Regions from separate parts of the Sus scrofa genome. Here region 2 is linked to region 1. Evidence: chromatin contacts called from public HiChIP or PLAC-seq data. All regions are on one chromosome and are shown on one strand. Each heading gives the region's core, a stretch centred on a gene start, on an enhancer-like site or on the middle of the called end of the contact. The rest is flanking DNA. Distances are from core to core; before and after follow the strand shown.

Evidence for each region. HiChIP or PLAC-seq counts read pairs in DNA pulled down with a chosen protein or histone mark.
Region 2: an H3K27ac HiChIP or PLAC-seq map of alveolar macrophages shows a contact between it and region 1. The contact joins the promoter of HSF2 here to the enhancer-like site in region 1. A contact is called at or near these places in 10 of 47 Hi-C or Micro-C datasets (alveolar macrophages, embryonic fibroblasts, fetal heart ventricle and 6 more) and 1 of 2 datasets of contacts at active chromatin or transcription factors (alveolar macrophages).

The regions. Positions count from the first base shown.
Region 1 is chr1:39,835,484-39,841,238 of Sscrofa11.1, forward strand. No RefSeq gene overlaps it. Among named protein-coding and RNA genes, the nearest start is that of SMPDL3A, 31 kb to the right of the region's middle. Within about 2 kb of position 2,013, at least 25 of the 83 cell types and tissues checked have an H3K27ac peak or open chromatin away from gene starts, as enhancers often do. A contact at or near this core is called in alveolar macrophages, embryonic fibroblasts, retroperitoneal adipose tissue and 1 more, where this site is marked.
Region 2 is chr1:40,177,598-40,182,762 of Sscrofa11.1, forward strand. HSF2 (heat shock factor protein 2) reads right to left here and starts at 2,711. Exons shown (of 13, transcript XM_005659227.3): 1 at 2,487-2,711. The coding sequence starts at 2,579.

The DNA of each region.
Region 1 (5,755 bases), core at 763-3,262:
GCCACAGCAACACCAGTTTCCCCATCCGCTGACTGAGGCCAGGGCTAAAATAGCATCCTCATAGATACTAGTCAGGTTCGTTAACCACTGAGCTATATTGGTGACTGCTGAACATTTTTTTGTGAATTTATATTGCATACTGAGAAACATTATTTACATAAATAGTAGGGGAACAATTTCAAAATAGAAATATCATCTATTCCTTGAATCCCTTGAATTCAATGAAATCCCACATAAAAAATTATAAAAAATTCATCATAAAAAATTATTTTAATAATCTATCAGTATATCTCAACTTAGAAATTAGAAAGAATTATAAACCAACTGACTTGCAAAAAAAAAAATTGTCCAATCATTAAGGATATACACTTTCTTGACACTGTCATATTTTTAAGTGTCCCTTTATTTGATATCCAGTAAATTTTTACATGGGGGAGTCATGACCCACAGAAAGATCCTGGATGGAGGAGAAGAATGCTTTTCTTTATAAAGTGGGAGAAACATGATTATGACTGGGACAGAGGAAGAGAATTTGATGCTTTTATTTCATGTGCTTCCTTAGGTAGTTAAATTTTGGGCAGAGTGCATCAGGGAATGCCTTAGCATTATTTGCGCATGTAAGCATACTGTCTTCAAGGCTTAAAGTTGTTATGGTCATAGAATTCTAGAAGTAGAATACATATGAGGAATTTCCATTCCATCAAGCTCTTCCATCTATATTTAGACAAACAAAAATAATGCTAATGCACGTGCGCACACACACACACACACACACACACACGCCAATTCTTGAACTTTTTGGACAAGGCCCCAACTTCTTATTACAAATCACAGAGGAATTCTTTTCACAATTACCTGCATACCAAAGAGCTTCTTCATTTGCAACAAAAGACGGATTTTCAAGCTTTTCCTTGGCCAAATAAAACCACTATTTAAATATAAATTCAAATCATTTCTGGAGTTCTCTTGTGGTGCAGTAGGTTAAGGATCTGGCATTGTCACTGCAGTGGCTTGGGTTACTGCTGTGGCTCAGGTTCAGATCCCCGGCTCAGGAACTTAAACATGCCATAGGCACAGCCAAACTTCACCCCCAGAACAAATTAAAAAAAAAAAAAATGCTTCAAAGAGAAATGCAGCAAAGGGAAAATGCTTGTAGTGTATTTAATAGTAAAAGAGACACAGATGACTGATTAAATCTGCCTGAAAACTCTCCATCAGAAACCAAGTGTGTCAAAAATTTCCTGTTGCTAAAGAGAGCATTTCTTTCAGACAAAGTGATGTCATAGCAACAAGAAGCACCAGGAAATGATGAAAATAATCCGGGTCACTGATAACATGAACATACTGTTTACAGTGGTCCTGAGTAAATTCCTTCATTATAAATTGCCAGTTTACTCAATAAAAACACTAAAATTTAAATATATATATATATATATATTAGTGCATTTGATTGATTTTTGTGTAAGGCATTTGGTAATCACAACCACACACACAAAAGAAAGCTTTTTGTTTTCTTTTTCCTCTAAGCTCCAAAGGAAAATGTGAGAGAAGTAGTCTTTTCTTCCCAGGAAAATGTAACTTGTAGTCATATCGCTTCTAGCTACTCATTGCTGCATTAACACATGAAAGAAAGAAATATTTTCTTTATGATCATTTAAATAGAGGAATGAGAATCCCTTAAGAGAGATGTTGAAAATGGCAAGAAGCCATGCTAAGAGGAGTCGTCTGTTTTAAAGGCTCAGAAAGAAACTGAAAAACAGTTGTGAGAAAGTAAGAATGATTCATATAGCCTTGAACTTGGCCTTTAGGGAGAGCAGATATATTCTACCCTGTGTTTATAGCATCTAATCCCTATCCCCTCCACAAGAAAGCCTGTAATGAAAGCCAATTACCTCACAACATGCTGCTAGAAAGAATGATCCATCTATTTTCCATTGTTTACTGAGTTACAAGGGGTTACCATGGTTCAGGCAGCCTCATGACAGGCAATGCTAAACATGCAGTGTGAATGGAGATTACATAAAGGCACCAGGGATGGAGTGGTATGAGATCAAAAGGTTCCCTGTATTACAGCAACAAAACAGTCTGCCTAAATGGTGAGTATAGCAAGAGAGTGAAAAAAGCTCAAGATGACATAACTAAGTCACGTTGTGTGTAAAATTTTATAAGCTACCTAAAACAATTAAGAAATAGCTGATGTCACTGAAGCAAAAAATGGACATTTTAGATAGTAAGAAGGGCATAAATAAAACAACCTCCAAAATGTTGCCCCTGATCTTTAGACTTGATTTAAGCATGCCAGTATTTTTTTAAGACAGACTGAAGAAAAAAACAACAGTTGTGGCTTTAATAACTTTCACTTTCTTTTGCTTCATTTTGTTTTGGTTTTCAGCTTGGAAGTTTTCCTTGAATTAACTTTTTCACATTTTATTTTACTTTTCAACATTTTATTTTATGTGTATATATCTGTATATGTATACAGACATAGGTATGCATGTTGGTGTGTGTGAGTGCTAGTTTTTTACCTAAACTGTTTGTTAGTTGCGAACATCATACCTTTTACCTCCTAAATATCACAGCATTTATTCCAAGAACAAAGGCATTTTCTTACATAACCACATACAATTATCAAATTTATGAGGTTTTACGTAATGCAATATTATAAAATATACAGCTTATTTTCATTATTCACCAATTATCCATGTAATATTCGTTATGGAAATTTTTGTCCCAGTCCAGGACTTTGCATTCCATTTACTTGCCGAGTCTCTTTAGTCTCCTTTAATCTGAAATGATTCCTCAATCTTTCTTTTTCTTACATGACATTGACCTTTTTGAAGATTACTATCCAGTTGTCTTGTAGAATGTCCCTCATTGTGTATTTGTCTGATGTTTCCTTATGTGTATGTTTATTTTATGTCATTCAGGCAGAAGTATATATCATTAGTTGATCACAATAGGAAGCTCACTTATTTATCAGTGACATGTGACTATGAGTACTTGGTTGAGATAGCATCTGCCAGGTTTCTGGACTATGAAGCTACTATTTTAACTTTGATAATCAATTTGTAATCTGTAGCAATACGATGATGCAATATATTGTTCCTCTTCAAACTTTCATCCAAGTTTCAGCATCCATTGTTGTACTTGCTTGGAATAATTATTATGTGATGGTTAAAAAATCACTTCAATATCTTTTGAAAAAGTTATATTAGTAGAAAATATAAAAGGTTTGGATGCTGTCATTTCTCATTTTTGAGTGAAAATTCTTTCCTCTCATGACAGTACCTTACTATGTGTGTGTAGGTGCATGTGGGTGAATTGACTGAACTTAGTTAAATATATAATGAACTCTAAAAAGGAAAAGATAGGAGGTCCCATTGTGGCACAGAGGGTTAAGGATCTTGGGTGCCTCTGCGGTGGCTCAGGCCACTGCTGAGGTGCTGGTTTGATCCCTGGCCCAGTGAAGTGGGTTAAGGATCCAGCGTTGCGACAGCTGTGGTATAAGCCACAGCTGCAACTCGGATTTGATTCCTGGCCTTGGACCTTCCATATGCCACGCGTTTAGCCCCAAAAGAAAAAAAAAAAAGACAAAAAAAGATTTCAAGCAACATATTGAAAGCAATGATTCATTTAGCATATAAAAAATCAATTGAAAAAAAAAACTCTTATACTTGAAAAGTTAATAGAAAAAGGATAAACTCTTACATGATTTCTATATCTTGGTCAGGAGAAAAAGGAAATCAAAATATAAAACAGAAGTTTTAGTTTAATGAAGCAGGTCAAGACTACATCAGGAAGCCTTGGTTGTATTTTCAACTCATCAGCAACCAAGTGAGTGTTTCCTCATAAAAAGGCATGTAGCCTCAGAAGAATGTTGATTCTGAGATCTAGAACAGGAAAGTGGCAAGAGGTTACTGAATAAATGTATTTTGAAATACTGACAGTCTTGGAAAAAATCTACTGTCTAACTCAATTGTGAAACAACTGAAATTGTTTTAGTAGAAGAATTTGTTATCTGTTGCCCTGTGAACATAATGAATTATACATCAACGTGGAAAGTGCTGGAAACTGCAAATTTGACTAGTATAATGGAAATAGTACTAAACTTGGAGTCAGAAGGTGTGGGTTGAGTTTCAGCTTCTTTACTTACTTGGGCATATCCCTTGAGCAGCTTCCTTAATCTTTCTGAGTCAACTCTGTGCATAAATAATGTGTAGGTGGGCTAAAATCCTTTTTTAACATTAAAGACCTAAAGAATTATTATTTTGAAAGTTGTACAGTATTATTTAAGAACTTTAATTTCCTTAATGATCAACTTATAGATATTAAAATATATTGAACTGATAAAGCTTTAAAATTTTAAGTTCATTCTATATGCCTTCTGTGTCTTAGGTTGAACTTCAGTGTCAAATAACATCTGTCTAACAGCTCACCATATTGCCACTGGTACTTTCCCCTGTACCTAAAACAGCAACTAAGATGTAGGAGGAATTCCATAAATATTTCATGAAGAATAATTAACCAAGACTAGGAGTCATCCTGTTGTCAGAATTGGAAAGAATTTGAACTGCTAAATTGATAGAAAGAACAATTACTGATTTCTGCACAATATACAATCAAGCAATGTAAACCTGCTGCTTTGCAAGAAAAAAAAAAGAAATCTTTGCCTTAACCCCATGTCTGCCACTGGCTCAGAAGCACAAGACATTCACCAACTAGAAATCATGGCAGGTACCTCTCTCCAGCCTGAGGGCAGCAACCTGAGAATCAGTTTCCCTCATCCTTAGTCATCACATCTCACTCTATAAAAATTAGACTAAAACCTCCAGAAAATAAATAGGCAAAAAATGAGGAGAAATGTTTGTAGAACTCTGGGAGATATAATCCTCAGAGATAAAATTTTCTGTAAGAATGAAGGTAGCGTGAGCCCCAACACTACTGCCTGTGGAAGAGTGTGGGTTTTGCCACAATCTGTTGTTTTAGCATCTCAGACAACCAAAGAATAGAGATAAAGCGAGGTATCAGCTCAAGTCAAGCAGAGCCCCATTTACTATGTGTCTGGTGTATATTTAACATTAGCCTAGGAGATAAACAGCAATGTGCTGTCCAACCTGATATCTAAGATCATATTGACCAAAACTCAGTGTTTCACTGTTGGTGACTTAAAAATATCCCATCAGAGATACTATGTTGTGTATGTGCAAGATACTGTAAGCTTCAGCTTCCAGAGCCGTTCATTGTAATACAGGAAAGTTCATGTGCTGAGGTGGTCAACTCACTTGCTACCAAGAAGCAAGAAGGAAAGGCCCTAGAGTAGTCAGTGCCAAATTCTAATCAGGAAGCTGTTACTCTTTCTATTTAGCATACTGGATTTCAGAATTTGTTTGTTTTTTAATCTAGCCAGTGTTGTTTTTTTTAAATTGAAGTATAGTCGATTTACAAGGTTGTGTTAGTTCAGGTTATAACTAAGTGCTTCAGTTATATACATATATGTATATATATATTCCTTGATTTTTTTTTTAGGAAGTTCCCAGACTAGAGGTCCAATTGGAGCTGCAGGGGCTGGCCTGCACTAGAGCCACAGCAATGCAGGATCCTTAAACCACTGAGTGAGGCCAAGGATCCAACAAACATCTTCATGGATACTAGTTGGGTTCATTACCTGCTGAGCCACAATGGGAAGTCTTGTGTGTGTGTATATATACATATGTGTGTGTGTGTGTGGTGTGTTCTTATTCAGATGTTCTTTCTT
Region 2 (5,165 bases), core at 1,461-3,960, 340 kb after region 1:
TACTTCTTAAAGGTCTTAATATGATTTTCACTCAGATAGTATAAATGCTAAATTACCTCAACAGAAGTCCAGCAAAACAAGTATGAAAGAAACCAGAAACAACCGTAAGTAGCATCTTAAAAGAGATGAGAGTAAATTATTTTGGTTTTTCCATCTAACATCATTGTTCAACTAAAGTTTTACCTTTCATTGTTAACCCTGTTTTTGGAAAAATCTGTGGGAGAGTAAAACAGTTTCCCTACACAACTAAGCTTAGCCCTAGACAAAATTAATCCAGAATTGTCCACTGACTTGTGGAGGGGAAACATTTTGGTATAAAACTAAATACTGTGATAACCTGTATTAAGTGTACTGCTATTGGTGGAAAAATAATTTGAGAGGTCAGAAATCTATGTTAGAGTCCCATCTCCAATAATGGACAGCTTTGTAATTATAGATAAATAATCTAACCTGTCTAAGCCTCAAATCCTCATCCACATAAGGCTAAGACCAAACCAGATGATCTTGGAGATTTTCAAGCCTAATTCTAACTTTATCATTCCTCATTTCCATTACTTATTCCAAGAATTTCACTGCTTCATCAAACATTTATTAAGTACCTACTGGGTCCCTTGGCACAAATACATTCCCTGCCTTCATTGAATTTATACTTTAATTGTCCTATTATGTTTTACAAAATAAATAGCTAAAACATAAGTTTAGACTTAAAAAATGGGAAAAGTAAGAGTGATTTTAAGTGGCTTATTTCAGTTAGAATTCATAAAGTGATGCACTTATGGATTAGTATGAAACTCTCCACATTTGATATTGCCCATTAAAGAAGAATATTTTAAAATATTTTGGCTATCAGATCTTATTAGACCTGCCACTGACAAAATATCCCTTAATTAAAACCAATTACAAATATATTTAGGGACCATTCCTAGGCAATAAAAACAAGATAGGTATGATAAAAGTCAGCTTGGGAGTGGGGAGACTCTTAGTCCAAACCCTAACTCTGCTGAGTAATAGCAATCTGTGCTGATCCATTCTTGTCAACTTTTAATCCTTATGACTGATGAAGAGCATGAGACATTTTTTATTTTTAAGTGTATACTGGTGACTGGATTCCTTATTTTCACCATTCTTAGTACAACTTTACAGAACTCATCGAATGTTTAACAAACAACATTCAATCGATGATACTGACCTTCAAGAAAACTGAGTCCTAGAGGGAGATAAAGAAAATTAAAAACTGACAGCAATATAAGGCAGAATATGCTGTTATAGTAGTCAAAACTTCACATACTCAATATAGTGCTCCCTATTACCATAAAAGTTAAGTAATAAAACTTAAGGTTCCTATAATAGGAAAGGAACCGAAAAGAAAGGGAGAAGAAAAGGAAACATTTACTCAGCACTTAACAGGTGCTAGGCATTGTGCAGGTAGTTTTCACTTTTTTCCAGACCTCTAAACAAGATAACATCCCAAACAGATGATCTACAGTAAGAAAACTCCGCTCCCCTTCACAAAATGATTCCAAGAGCTTAAGAGTGTATTCTAACGTAAGCGCAGTTTATGTAATAATCACTCTAATTAGAATCTTAGCATTTGGAACTAAAGGGGGTCTTGGATCACCTAAGCAACCCGTTCATCTTACGGAGGATGACACTTGGGCCAGACAAGACAGGGATCTTGATTAAGGTCATCCTTGTTTTGTGGCACAATTAGGATCTAACCAATGATCACGGCATCTATACACCACACTGCTGGCAACCGTCCGGTGAAATTTAGCTCTTCACTCTGTTACTGAACACCTGTCTGTGGACACTTTTATTAAAATAATCCTAAAAATGCGCTTATATCAATGGCTCGGGATCTCCCGTGAATAATGTACCATTTTCTATATAATATTTTTAAACCTCCTGATAAGCAGGAACCTGCGTTTACACAATTGCCTCCTTCTCTGACTGCTGTCCTAAAGAGCCGATGCGCGAGGCGCGCTGAGTGTCTGTTTTGGGGGCAAGAATCAGGTCGCGGTGGTAACGACCGCCTCAGAAAAACCCCGCGGTGAAGATCTCGGGCAGAGCTGCCGGTGCCCTCATTGAGCTACAGCCCGCGAGCCGGGCGGGAGGACGGAGGATGAGTGTGCAGTAACGTGGCCCCCGCGTCTCATCGGCCGCCCGCGTTCAGCAGGCCGGGTTCCGAACGCCGCCTGGCCGGACCGTTACGGGGTCTCCCGGGCAGCGGCGCCCCGCGCGGGCCGCCCCTCCCCCACCGCGGCCTGAGCCAGCGGCGCCGGTCCGGACCCCGGCGGCTACCCGAGCGAACAATACCGGGGTCCCCCGCGAGGCCGCACGCCGAGGCCCGCGCCACCCCGCCATCCCCCGCGCCGCGGGCCTCGCAGAGGGAGTCGAGCCGCAGGCCGCGAGAGACAACCCCGCTGGAGCGAGCGAGAGAGGAGGTTAGTCAGGGGGTTCGGAGGCCGCCGTGCCCTCACCCTTACCTGACTCCAGGTGATGAACTCGTTGGTGTGGGTTTCCTCCACAAGCGTCCACAGCTTGCTGAGGAAAGCTGGCACGTTCGAACTCTGCTTCATTGTTAACGAGGAGCAGGGATTCCAAATTCTACACCCGAACGCGGCGGTAGCGACGGCGTCGGCGGCGGCGGCGGTGGCGGCGGCGGCAGCTGCTCCCCGAGAACGCCCACAACGCAGGCGCAGCAGCTCCCGGGCCCCGCCCCCCCGGCCCCGCCAGGCGTGCAGTGAGGCGGGGTGGCCGGGCGGCCGCACGTGATGGACAAGTCTCCCCGCTCGGCCTGTGCGCACTGGTCCCGCGCCGGTTCCGTTCGCAGCCAATCCCAGGCGCTGAACTCACGACAAAGAAAAGTGATTGGATACTGCAGACGTGGAGGGGTGGGATTAAAAGGGGGGCGCTGCCTTTTCATTCGCCTTTTATACAGAAGCTCTCGCTGTAGCTGACCTTAGGGGCAGGGGAGTGTGTTTGGTTGTTTCACGTGGAAGCGGCTTTGGGTGCTTGGGTTTTGGCTGGAAGGCTACAAAAAGTCCTCAGGGGCCTTTGAGTCATAAGTTTGGTAGGCAAAGTGTGGTTGCCTCGGTCAGGCAGGGGGAAGGAGAGTAATAATTCACATGCGGGAAAAACAGCTTTTAAGCGTGATTTGCTAGGCCCGAAGTTGAAACGGTCTTGAAAATAATGAACCTTGTCTTTTAATTTTCATTGGGAAAAAATTGTTCCTTTAGAATGCGTTTATCAAAAAGAGGAATTTAATAACTCACTCTTTACTGAACACATACTACAGTGAATCAAGAATTGTAATAGGCACCTTGCATGCTGTTTAATTTGACAGACACAGAATGCTCACTATGTGGTCAGCATAAAAAGAAAGCGTCTCAATCAAAATAACTGTTCCGTTAGATAATTTACAGGTATATTCTTAAAATAATTGTCCTTTTTGTGTTATGTCCTTTACAGATTTGGTATAGTGGAGAAAATATTACAGAAGGAGTCAGCATATCTGATTTAGGAAACATTAATGGATATTAGATTTTACTGGTAGTATGTAATTTAGAGAAATCCCTTAATCTGTCTGTGCCAATATTTACCATCTCTTTATTAGGAGTAAAACTCTTTCACCCCTGTGAGATAACATTAATAATATAGTAGGTGTGAAAATACTTTGAATATATAAAGAATTGTACAAAAAAATTGTACAAAATAAATGTACAGAAATTTTTTTTTTGCAAAAGTCAGAATGTAAGTATAAGAGTTTACAAACTGAGTTTCCATCGCAGGGCAGTGGGCAAAGAGTATGACTGCTTCTGCTCCGGTCACTGCCAGCTTGGATTCAATTCCTGGCCTGGGAATTTCCATATACCATGGGTGTGGCCTTAAAAAAAAGAATTTACTAACAAGTTAGAGGTAACAATTACAGTTTATATGAAATTCAACATAGAATAGATTTATTTCCTAGGTACGTCTAATACAATAAAAAATAAAATACACACGATTTCCAAAGAGCTAATATTGAATACTAACTTTGTGTTCATCAATGATATGTTTGCTGAAATAAAATCAAATGTATGGAGGGAGACATTCCACAAATCAATTAATATTTGTTGAGCATTTATATATGCCCAGGGATTTACATATATAATTTAATCCTCCTAACAACCCAGTGCAGTAGGTCTTACTTCATTTTCCCAATGAAAATTCTGAGACTCAAAGTGAATTTACCTATATTATAGGTAGTAAACAAGAGGGAGTGTTTACAGCCAGGCTTTATTGAGTTCAAAAGCCCATCCTCTTTTCATTGTATGATGATGACACTGCATCGTCAAAAGCCCATCTCTACTTCAGATGTTCATACTCTGACTTAAGAAACAAGAGGAACACAATGACCAGCAGTTACTAATATTTTTAAAAAGATCTAAATTTATATCATAAAACAAGTACTGAAAAGTTTAGAAAGACAAGAGTTAAATGAGTTAAGGTAGTAAGGCAAGACTTAGAAGATGGATAACTTAAGTTGGGTCTTGAAGTAAAAATGCATTTCAATAGCTAAAAACTATCCCATAACACTGAGCAAAGATGGGAAAATTAATAAGCACAATCTATTTGACTGACAGCACAGGAGATCATGTCTGAGGAGGAAATGTGGCCTACTTTCATGGCATCGTATTACTTCTATCTGAAAACAAAACTAAGTGGTGTGGTTTGGTACAAGCAAAAACTCCTCTTTGGGCATTCATCCTGTGCAGTTGTAGGCCTATACTTAATAGGGGCCCCATACTTGGTTTAATGCTCTGCACATCACCATCTTGAAATTCTTAATTTTTGTACAAAGGACCCTGCATTTTCACTTTGCATTGGGTCCCTCAAATGATATAGCTGATCTGCTTCCAATATATTACACATATAGATCAGTGGCTCTCAAACTTTATCCTGTATCCAAATCACTTGGAGGCAGGAGACTATCAATGTAACAAATGAGCAGGTATTAGTTATAATACTCATCAGGTCAGCCACAGGGTTAAGTTATTAAGCAGCTAATATGATGATAACACCAGGAAATAGGTGGTGCGTCTAAAATCAAATGGCTGTGTTTGGAATGGAAACCATGCCTTTTGCAGTCTGAAACATATGCTTTTTTTTCCTTTTTTACCAAT